Regions from separate parts of the Mus musculus genome. Here region 1 is linked to region 2. The links are chromatin contacts, called in public HiChIP or PLAC-seq maps. All regions are on one chromosome and are shown on one strand. Each heading gives the region's core, a stretch centred on a gene start, on an enhancer-like site or on the middle of the called end of the contact. The rest is flanking DNA. Distances are from core to core; before and after follow the strand shown.

Evidence for each region. HiChIP or PLAC-seq counts read pairs in DNA pulled down with a chosen protein or histone mark.
Region 1: a contact with region 2 is called in an HNF4G HiChIP or PLAC-seq map of pancreatic cancer cells. The contact joins the enhancer-like site here to the promoter of Stxbp1 in region 2. A contact is called at or near these places in 1 of 39 promoter capture datasets (macrophages), 1 of 15 datasets of contacts at CTCF or cohesin (large pre-B cells), 9 of 115 datasets of contacts at active chromatin or transcription factors (the 230-238 cell line, the HPC-7 cell line, effector CD8 T cells and 5 more) and 4 of 9 other capture datasets (adipose tissue, embryonic stem cells, liver and 1 more).

Annotation. Positions count from the first base shown.
Region 1 is chr2:32,893,097-32,898,501 of GRCm38.p6, forward strand. All of the region lies in intron 1 of Niban2 (niban apoptosis regulator 2), which reads left to right. Among named protein-coding and RNA genes, the nearest start is that of Gm13523, 13 kb to the left of the region's middle. Within about 2 kb of position 3,580, at least 156 of the 459 cell types and tissues checked have an H3K27ac peak or open chromatin away from gene starts, as enhancers often do. A contact at or near this core is called in adipose tissue, pancreatic cancer cells and pancreatic islet, where this site is marked.
Region 2 is chr2:32,842,574-32,848,584 of GRCm38.p6, forward strand. It overlaps Stxbp1 (syntaxin binding protein 1), which reads right to left and starts at 4,659. Exons shown (of 19, transcript NM_009295.2): 1 at 4,482-4,659. The coding sequence starts at 4,518. It overlaps Gm13524 (predicted gene 13524), which reads left to right and starts at 3,363. Exons shown (of 2, transcript NR_166175.1): 1 at 3,363-3,862; 2 at 5,184-6,011.

The DNA.
Region 1 (5,405 bases), core at 2,330-4,829, 49 kb after region 2:
TAATCTTACCAGTGATGCACCTGGCTTAGGTGGGTCATTTAAAAAAATTATTAAAAGAAATTTTTTTTGAGACAAGTTTTTCTGTTATGTAACTCTGGCTGGCCTATATAACTCACTAGGTAGATCAGGCTGGTCTCGAACTCACAGAGATCCACCTGCCTCTGCCTCCCCAGTCCTGGGATTAAGGTATGCACCACCACACTTGTCTGGAAGATTCTTTTCTCTTTTTTTTAAGAAGTGTTTATTTTATGTGCGAGTGTTTTGCCTCTACTTCTATGTGCACTGCATCTGTGCTTGATGTCTGAGGAGATCTGAAGGACGTTTATGGGACCTCCTGGAACTGTGGTTGCAGATAGATGTGAGCCATGGTAAGGGTGCTGGGAATCGAACCCAGGTCCTCTGCAAGAGCAACAAGGGCTCTGAACTGTTGAGCCCTCTCTCCTGCCCCTAACTTACATTTTTTTGGGAGGGAACTTTTTTGAGACAAGGTCTGCCTACATAGCCCTGGCAGTCCTGTAGACCAGTCTGGTCTCAAATTCACAGAGCTCCACCTATTTCTGGCTCCAGAGTGCCATTAACCCAGGCTGTCTGGACCATTTTTAATGATCATTTTATGGAAAGAAACTGAGACTCAGAAGGCTACAGCCAGTGGTGGAGCTGAACATGTGTGGTCCCAAAGTCTGAACTGTTCCTGCTTACCCCTCTGGGGCACAGTCCTCTTCAGCCTCTGCTTGCACGTCTCTGGCGTCTGGGACCTTCCTCTCTGCAGGTCACCTGCCCTGTTCTGGGCCTCAGATGCAGGTAGAGCCCTTGCTGAGGCCATGGGTGCTGTCTATGTTCACATGTAATCTAGCTTGCGTTTGGTCAGGCCAGACTTTATCCAGGGAATTTTCCAGACTCTGTGATTGCTCATGGCACGGCGCCACCCAAGCACGATCCTTTCTCCCATGCCTGGAGCTCACCCACTAGGAGAACACTGGTGGGAAGGGGCTTAGACACAGAAAGACAGACAGACAAGAAACTAGCCTGGGGCACAAGTGACAGATGATCAAGGTCTTGAGGATCTTGGATTCCCAGCTGGTGCTGTCTCTGGGGATGATGACCCAGCCTCTCTGGTGACATGCTGTGTCTGGGATGGGGTGTGTGTGAGGTGGCACCCCCATCCACAGTACTGTGGGACGAGGGCTGTGGTTGGGTGAGGTCTGCTGGCTGTTTTTCTGTTGGGTCCACTTCCCCTTTCTGATTAATTAACCTTTGAATGACAAGGGCCTAGGAAAAGTAGATCATAAATATGTTGTTTCTTTCCTACTTCTCGACCTCCCATCTCCTCCACCCTGAGATAAGACAGATGCCACTAGAGATCCACCTGCCTCTGCCTTCCAAGTGCTGGGATTAAGGACGTGTGCTGTGGTGACCAGCATGTTTTCCATCTCTCTTTTTCGTGTTTTTTTTTTTTTTTTTTTGAGACAGGGTTTCTCTTTGTAACCCTGACTGTCCTATAACTTGCTTTGTACACCAGACTGGCCTTGAACTCAGAGGTTTGCCTGCCTCTGCCTCTCAAGTTCTGGGATCAAAGGCGTGCACCACCTCTCCCGGCTATGTTTCCTGTTTCTTGATTGCTCTGCAGAAGGACTGGGTAGCCCCTGCTAACCGACAGGTGCCCTACCCTAGCCACTAGTGCTGGGCGGATGACACAACTCCTTTCAACACTTCAAGCGCTGCCATTGGCAGCGCCAACTCCTGTTTGTCAGACTCTGTGGAGTTACTCATTTCATCTCATCCTTCTGACACCTGGCGAGGCGGGGCTGCTTCTTCAGGTGTACAGCAGGGAAATGGAGGTTCAGACAGACGGAAGCCATGTGCTCTCTCCTGGAGCCTGTGAGAGGTGGGCTTATCTGAAAATGCCATCTCAGTCTGGAGCTTGCTGTCCCACGGAAAGGCCTTGGTCTACCGAGGGGTGGGATAAACAGATTCTTGGTTCTTGTGTGTCTGAAGACTTACCCATTGTGGGGTCGCTTTTACAAGCTTTGTGTCAGAGGGTGACTCATGGGAGTTAATTCTCCTTCTATCCTGTGGGGTCCTCACTGAACTGAGGTCCTAAGCCTTTACCTGCTGAGCCAGACATCATTTTGTTGTTGTTGTTGTTGTTTTGTTTAAAATTTATTGATATTTATTTTATGTATGGATACCACATGCATGCCTGATGCCTGTAGAGTCCAGAAGAGGGTGTCTGAGCTCCTGGAATTAGAGTTCTGGCCACTTGTGTGCACCATTGTGGTTTCTGGGAACAGAACCCAGGTCCTCTGCAAAACCAGCACATGCCCTTAACCGTTGGGCCAGCTCTCCAGCACCATTATGGTTTCTCATTGACAGTCAGTCTTCTTCATTAGATTCCTAGGGCCCAGCCCTGGAGACTCAGAGAGCTTGGAGGGTGGGCATGATGCTAGTCCTGTGGCGGGCCGGGGGGCGGGGTGGGGTGGGGGGGGTAGGCTGTCCTGCTGTGGGTGGATGCTGCTGCTGGAGGCCTGGGCCTCCTTTTTCTGTCTGCTCCCCCAAACGCAGGGGCGTCCTCATCCTGCCCTCCTAGAACAGGCTGCCAGCTGGAGGCTGCGGGCACAGAGCTGATGCCAGGCAAGTGGGCGGGGCTGGGGCGGGATGAGAAGGCCTTTGTTTCTCCTGTTTGTGTCCAGATGGGAACTGAGTTTCCCAACAGAAGTGGAGGATGTGAAGAGAAGTCCCAGGTGCTCCCCTGCCCCACCCCCAGACATTTCCCCAGTCTCCACCCTGGCTGCCCTCTCCACCCCTTAGGCCCTCCCGGCTCAGCTGTTAGCCTTCATGAGACCTGTTGTTGCTGAGTTCTGGTTAAATATTTGCTAACTGAGAAGTTTGCAAGGCGGCTTTGTGCGAAGTCCTGGGTGACTACTCCCAAATCTGTCTTTGGATAAGGAGACCCAGCCCTCCTGGGCCTTCAGAGTCCTTTGCAGGTGGCCTTCTTGGCATCTGGAACTAGATAACCTCTCCCCCTGGGGGCCATTGTTTACACGCCTGTTTAATGGATCAGGGAGAGAAGGCAAGGCTAGGCTTGGATCCTGGGGAGCCAGTGTGGAGAAAACCTGGAGACCTGCTTCCTAGTCTCCGGGCCTCAGTCCCCATCTATCCACGGTCAGCTCTCCTGGGTCCAGGAGGGACCTTCCCAAAGTGCCAATGGCCTGTTAACAAGGGGATGTGGCAGCTCAGGATTCAGTTGGTACAGCCCACTAGATACCTTAACCACTAAAATAGGACCCCTCTCTCTCAGAGTTCTTCATTCCCGTTTGGGGTAGCAGGGGGCTGTGATGTCATGCCTGGTTTGCTCTCTTATGTAATGCTGGGCAAGTCACTGAATATCTCTGAGCTGTGGATCCCTCATCCAGAGAATGGGTTTGTCGGTTTGTCCTGGTGGGGGTTAAATAAAGTCATCGTGACTATTCTCTGATTCTCAGCTAAAGTGCTTCAGAAAACCGCCTCAGTGCTGGCTCTGGGCAACTGTGGCATGCATTAGCTCATGCTGTGATGATTATAATTAGATGCAAATGGAGAACCAGAGAGCCTTGTGGTGGGGAGCAGGGCAAGGCAGGCTGACTAAGATTCTAAGCCTGGGAGTTGAGAAAGGGTGTTCTGCCAAAGGGTGCTTCATAGGAGAGAGTGCAGAGTGGGGGTACACTTGGTATCAGTCGGACCCAGCCAGGGCAGGGGCTGGGAAGGGCAAGGGGACTGAGAACCTCAGCCTTGGATTCCATTCATTGCTATCCGCTCGTGAACTGCAGCATGTCAGGACGTGGGGTAGGAGCTGTGTCATTGCAGATGGGGAATCTACGCTCTCCTGGGGCTGTTGAAGGCCAACTCATCCTTAACAAAGCAAGTCACCTGATCTTCTGGACATTTCCACAGTCCTTAGAGTCCAGGGCCTGTTGGCCTGGCGGACAAGTCTCTGATCTCCCAGCTTCTGTCTCTCCAGTGGCGGCAATGCTTCTAGAAGCTTCTGGGCTCTGCTAGGTCAGGACTTGCTCTGCTCTTCTGTGACCTACATGAGAAATGCTAGGTCCCCAGCCATCCTGGTGCCTCTCCACCTGTGTCTAAATAAAAAAAAAAAAAGGTTTGCCATTTGTAGTTCTGGGAATTGAACCCAGTCCTCGTGCACAATAGGAATATGCTCACCACTAGCCACTATACTGTGTCCCTAGCCTTGTGCTCTATACATCTCTCACAGTCTGTCCTCAGTGAGACAGTGGTCTGTCCTCAGTGAGATGGCAGAGTCTCTATCCAAACATCCTTGTCATTTACGCGTGAACCGTAGTCTTGGCACACTTGGTGTCCCCAGCCCACAGCAAGCACATTCACAGGCACACCTTGGAGCTGTGTTCAGAGGAAGGGGGTTTTCTTTGTTAATTCCTGATCTTCAGGAAAGAGGGTTAACCCAGCAGGTCTCTTCAGGACACCTGCGGTGAGAAGGGAGAGAAAGCTCGTGTGACATCCACTTTCCCAACAAAGAAGATCTGTGTTGGATGTTTCTTCATCCTCGGGAGCCTCCGAGGTCCCAGCTTCTATGCTGGCCTTTCAGTGTGAGGAGTCTAGGGTGGGCGTGGAGCTTGTGAGAGAGTTCTCACACGGTGTAGATAAGTGGGGAGCACCCACCCAGCCTGGGGATTTCCAAAGGAAGAGAATGGGGGATGGGATGGGGTGGGGCTGAAGGATCAGCTTCGGTACTGTGGTTATAATAGGAGCCATACCTTTACCCCAAGGGCAGAAGGAGCCTTAGGACGTTTGTGAGCAGTGGAGGACCAGGCAGCTCCCTCCTTCTCCTGGTATGGGAAGGGCCAGAGGGAGTCAGGAGTAAGTTGGAGGCTGAGGCAGGTAGTGACCCGGCTGGGGGCAATGGCAGGTGGTGCAGGCTGAGCTGAGGTGAGCTGGCCTAAGTCAGCTCACAGTTCTGATGGTGGGCCCAGAAGCTGGGGCCCACTGCCGAGGACACCCCTCCTTCTGGATCAATTCACCAAGGGGTCTGCATCAGCCTCTGCTCTCTGGAGCAGCTCCCTTCTGGACCAGGGTGACTGTCACACTTTCTCTTCCTGACTCTGGCTCTACATGGTCCCTGCCCGCTGGTCCCAGCTCTTCTCTTGGGCCGGTTATGCCCCTCCCCCATGCTGGATGATGAAGCCTGTCATTACTCCTCCTCCCCCCAACTTGTACCTGATTACAGGTCCCAGGCAGGAGCCCTGCATCAGCCCTCCTGATAGGGGCCACCCACAGGCTGCTGCATCCTCCTCAGAGGGACATCCTCTCCAGAGGCTGACAGTGACAGTCTTGGTGGTGGGTGTGGAATGTCTTTCCCCAATTTTGTTTCCCTGTTAAGACTCAAACTGTCC
Region 2 (6,011 bases), core at 3,409-5,908:
AGCTGAGGGTAGGAAGAGACTATCTATAGGGAACAGCATGAGAAAATCTGAAATCTGTTTTTGTTTGTCTGCCTGCCTGTCTGTCTGTCTGTTTAGACAGGATCTTCCAGAGAGCCTGCATTTGACTCCTAGTATACACATCCAGTGGCTCACAACCACCTGTAACTCCAGCTCCCCTGGATCTGGCGCCCCCTTCAGGATTCTATCGGCACCTACAATCAAGAGACACAAAAATAAATCTTAGCCAGGCGGTGGTGGCAGGCACACCTTTAATCCCAGCACTCAGGAGGCAGAGGCAGATGCATCTCTGTGAGTTCGAGTTTCAAGACAGCCAAAACTATACAAAGACACTTTGTTTTGAGCAAATCAAATAGATAGACAGAGTTAATCTTAAAAAAAAAAATGTAAAACCATAGTCCTGGGCAGCAAGCTGGCTCAGTGGATACAGGTATTTGCAGCTGACCTTGAACTGAGTTTGATCCTTGAGGCCTACGAGGTAAAAGGAGGGGCTGACTCCTGAAAGCCTTCTTCCCTCCACAGGTCTGTGGCACACTCCCAACTCAAACAAATAAATAGGTTTAATCTTAAAATGAAGCTGTGGTCCTGAAGTGAATAAACCTTTAAATCCAGGAAGATACTCAGCTCCTGAGGCTCTTGCTGGGCAGGCCTGAGGACCTTCATTCATCCCCAGTAAAAAGTTGGCACAGGGCACAAGAACCCACTATCCCAGCTGGCATGGGGGTCTCCCATAATTCTAGTTACTGAGCCTGTTCTCGTTCTCCTGAGTTGTCTGTCCAACATTAACTGTGTGTCAGTGCCTACATCATGCACTGAGGACAGGCCCAAGAACAAGACCCACTGAAGAAACACACAGACCAGTTGGGCAAGGCCAAAACACACAAGTAAGTCACAGTGTGTTCTACAGCATGCTGGGGAAGCAGCAGAAAACCTCTGGAGGACTGATGGCCACACAGTCGACCTAGTCCCATTTTGCTGTTGGTTTGGTTTCTAGGGGCTTGTTGGCTGGTTGGTTTGAAGACAGGGTCTCACTAAGTATCCCAGGCTGGCCTGGAACTCTGCCTCCGGAGTCCTGGAGAAAAAGGCATATGCCACCATGCTTGCTTGGCACAGCAGATTCATGTTTTCTTAGCTTTCAGCTTTGAAACTCCCATAGTTCCTAGCAAGCTCTAAACAAATGTCTATAGAATAAGTAGCTAAATCAATCCATATCCTCTTCTTACACCTACAGCCCACGGGCTATCCAATGAAGCTCAACTCAGAAGGGCCCAGAAGGGCTCTGGGGCTGGTACTGCACATGTGCAAGGCTCTAAATTAGATTGGGGCAGATTCCAGGGAAAGGTAAGGGGCTCAAAACTACATTTATTTTGTGTTTATTCATATCCTAAGTGATGTGGGCTTCCCCCCAAAACAAACAAAGGACAGGATCATTTTTTACTTCTGAAAAAATCTGATAGTGACTGTGCTGGTTAGTTTTATGTCAACTTCACACAGCTAGAGCCTTTAGAGGAGGGTGCCTCAATTACAAAAAGGCCTCTGTAAAATGGGGCTGTAGGCAAGCCTGTAGGGCATTTTCTTAATCACTGACTGAAGTGGGAGGGCCCAGCCCATTGTGGGTGAGACCACCCCTGGGCTCTGTAAGAAAGCAGGCTGAGCAGGCCTGCATCCCCTCCTGAGTTCAGGTGCCTGCTCAGTCCTGACTTCCTTCAATGATGAACTGTGATGTGGAAAAATCCTTTCCTCCCAAAGCTAATTTTGGCCATGGTGTTTCATTCCAGCTACGATAACCCCAACTAAGACGGTGACTATGGAATGTTAACTTAGAGCAAAAGGAAGGTGACATTTAAACTGGTGCATAGTGGGTTTTTAAAAGCTTTAGCTGCAGCTGTAGCTCAGTGGGTAGAGTGCTAACCTAGCATACTAGAGGCCCCAGGTTCAATCCCAGCACTGCTGAAAATGGAGACAGTGGTGGGAGGCTCCAGAGGGAGAAGCTGGAGGATCAGTTTTAACTCATGCTGAGCCCCTGGCAGCTCTAGGCGTACCTGGGCTATATTAGACTCAGTTCTCAAGACAGTGAAAAGGAAAAGCATCTTCATCTCACTTTTATTTTTTGGAGAAAAAAGCCAAAGCAGAAACCCCACCAAAAACTAGAAGGTAGCATTAAAATCGTATTCAGCGATACATTTTCCTAAAGCACACGCCTAACTCAATTGTCACAGGAATAGAAGCCTGTTCACACATTCATCATTTTTTTTAATTGTGCTTATTTTTGCACACCACAGTTTCACTTTGTTTCAAAGGAAATTTTGGCCATATTGCATACTGATATATATATATATATAACTTTTTCTGATGCTTACTTCTAAAAGAGGCAAGGCGAGAGGTTATGGTGACACCTAAGGGTCTTGGCAAAAGGATGCAAGCACCTCACCACCTGGGTATGGTGGTGCAAGCCTGGAACCCCAACATTTTGGTAGCCTGAGACAGGAGGATTACCATGAGTTCAAAGCCAGCCTGCACTGGGTAGCAAGTACCAGGCTAGCCAGGGCTGTAAAGTGAGACCTTGTCTCGCATTAACAAAAAATAAGCTGAAGTTGGTGGCTCACAGCTATAATCTTCAGCATTTGTGACGCTGAGGCAGGAGGATTAAGATAAATTTAATGCCAGTCTAAGTTACATAGTGCCTTCTGGGCCAGCAGCTTGGACTGTAGAGACTGTCTTGGGGGAGATTCTTTAATAAGTATTTTATCATTCAAATGTAGTATTCAAAATATAATACCTGGAATACAACATTCGATCCCATACCTCTAGCCCTTGAAAAGGGGGGTATAAAGAAAACTTTATGTATGTAGAATGCAAGGATGTTATTTTTACTTAAACTACAAGGAAACGGACACTAGATTAAAAAAAATTAATTAACAGTGATTTCAGCAAGTCATTTAACTGCTCCAAGCCTCAATTGTTTTCCCATAGGTGAAAATGAAGATGTTGACGACAGAAAATCCCTAGGGATACTTGCAGCCTTAACCACCAATTCTCCTCAGAAAACAATTCAAGTAGCCTTTACAGCACGGGTGCTAGCATAAGCATTTAAAAAGGTCGACTTTTGGTTTTGTTTTTATAATAATTTCTCCTGATGTACTATATCAGGGAAGAGTATCCCCCCCCCCTACTCATACCAGTCAAAAGATAAGGGTTAGGCAGTTAGTACGCTCAACAGTTATGCTGCATTTGATGGGGGGTGGGGGGCGGGGAGGAAGCTGCCATAGAACAGGATCACTGAAAAGGGAAACTGTAAATTTCCACCTCTCCTACAGGGAAAAGGCACTTTCATTTTCTCTCTCACTCTAAAAAGATAGCCAAAGTCACAGCAGTGTTCACGCGGTTTCATTGTAAAGACGTGCCAAAATACTTAAGAGGCACTATTTTTCTACCTAGGTCACCCATCTTTGAGAATACCGACAGCCCGCCCTCACTTCGACGCTCCCCATCCATTATTAAAAAAAAATAAATAAATAAATTTAAACATGTCTGCTGTGCCTTTCATGCAAACCTATAAACAGTCACATCTTCCCCGCAGCGACGCCCAGGTCTGAGTCCCACAAGCAGCGAGACTGCAGACTGCGGCGCTGGCTGGGGCCACTCCTCCCGCGACACTCCGAAACTGCTCCCCTTTCCCTTGGGATTTCTAAGGGTTCGGACCAGCTAAGACCCCTCCCTTTAAGTCCAGCCCGGGGAAGGGGAGGCGGAGAGAGCCTTGCGGAAGCAGTGCCACAGGAAAACCCCGTGTCCCCTGCCCAGCTGGCAGGAGTGGCCCTGGCGGCGCGCGCCCAGCCGCTCCCAGGTGGGTCTCTGCAGCCGGGGACAGCGCCCTGCTCCCGGGAGAGGGAGGCAGGGAGGGAGGAGGACGCAGGCCAGGCTTCGTTCGTCACGATTCACGAGGGAGGGTGGGAAAGAGGGAGGGATTGGAGACAGAAAGAAAGGGGGGGGGGAGCGGAATTGAGAGCTCTGGATATGCAGAAGGCAAGGAAAGGAGACGGTAGGAAAGGAATACGTCTGGAGAAGAGTTGGGGTGCAGAAGGGTGATGCTGCAGAGGAGGGTGGTGGGCTGGAGGGGATAAAGGCGCGGGTGGGGGAGGTGAACAGGGAGAGAGAGAGAGAGGAGAGGGATGGGATGAAGGGAGAGATGGCGTGATGGAAGTGAATGGATGAAGGTAAAAAGGAAAACGAGATGTTTATGAAGGCGAGGTATGAGGAGGAGGGATGGGATGAAGAGAGGTGGAGGAATAGAGACTGAGGAGGCGTCTGGGGTGAGGAGGACCGAGGTGAAGAGGGGATCTGGGTGAAGCGTGAGTCAGGGAAGCCTGCTGGCCGCAGGAAGCCAGAGGGGCATCCCTCCCGGGAGGGCGGCGCCTGAATAACGGGTTTCGCCGGCCCCGGGGCAGCACCCGGACGCCACTTACTCTCTCCGACCACCGCCTTGAGGCCAATGGGGGCCATGGCGTTCTTCGAGTCTTCGGGCTCCGATGCTCCTCCCGCGACACCGTCGCCTCCCCCGGGCCGCGCGCCCCGCTGTCTGCAGCCCGCCGCCCCGCAGTCGCGCTCGGGACCGACTGACGCGCGGACTCCGCGCGGGGGCGCGACTCGGGCCAAAGCGAGGCTGTGTAGCGGCCAGCGCGCGCGGGAGGGGCGGGGCTGCGGGGCGGGGCCTCGCGCCAGCCGTCATCGTCACCCGCGCGCTGCCGCCAATAGAAGCGCGGCCCGGGCGCGAGACCCCGCCCTCCGGGATGCAGGCTCCGGGAGCGCCCTCCCCTGCGCCTCACGCTCGCGCCAGGGCCTCAGGGTCCTAAAATCCCCTCGCCAGCCCTGCACGGGCTGCCCAGGTCATGGGAATCTCCCTAAAGCCAGGCTGTGATGCTCTTCCTGCTTTTTTGGGAGCCTTCCATTTTCTCCTGCCAAAAAACCGAACTCTGAGAGCAGATTCTTATTAACTGTAGTCCCATTCCCAGCCACAACATAGGCTTACAGTACACTGACACTATCCCTGTGTCTCTGTGGTCTGTTTACCATTGATGGAGAGCTAAGCTCTGTGTTACACACCTTTCAGGTATCATTTTACTAAATTCGCGCAATAACCGAACATCATTTCTAATCTTCATTTTCAGGTACAAAAACACACCCGAGGCGCTTGCTGTTGTACCATTTATCTATCAGTCACTAATGAATATTATTCTCCCATAACTATGTATAAGCTATGTATATGAATTACTATGGATATTCTGTATACTGGAGCTGCACTCGTGCACAAGACATGGAACAAATCCAGTAGTTTCCAAAGTCCAAATCTAATTAGGAAATACTACAGAATCAACTCTGGACTCAGCATCTCCTTCCTCCTGTCTACATGGTCACATACTGGTTTTCGAGGTTCCATCTTTGCTAATGAAGAAGGTTGCTTTGGAAATACAGAACAAGAGTAGGAGACGTACCTCAGAGGTGGAGCACTTGCTTGTTATATGCAAGGTCTCCACTTTGATCCCTGATGGTGGAAAATAAAATAAAGTGCAAAGAAAAAATGAACAAGTCCAACTAACTTAAAAATCACAAAGGATGGGGCTGGAGAGATGGCTCAGTGGTTAAGAGCACTGGCTGTTCTTCCAGAGGTCCTCAGTTAAAGTCTTAGCATTCACATGACAGCTCACAATTGTCTGTGACTGTATCTAGTAGGACCAAATGCCCTCTTCTGATGTGCATACATGCCAACAGAATACCCACATACATAAAATACATGCATGAATAAATCTTTTTTAAAAACATTTTTAAAAGGAAAAATCACAAAGGAGCCAGGTGTGGTAACACATACCTTTAGTCCTAGCACTCAGGAGACAGAAAGCTAGGGGGTCCCTGAGTTTGAGACCAGTCTGGTCTACAGAGCAAGTTTCAGAAAAGCCTGGTCTATAGAACAAGTTGAGGGACAGCCAGGGCTACACAGA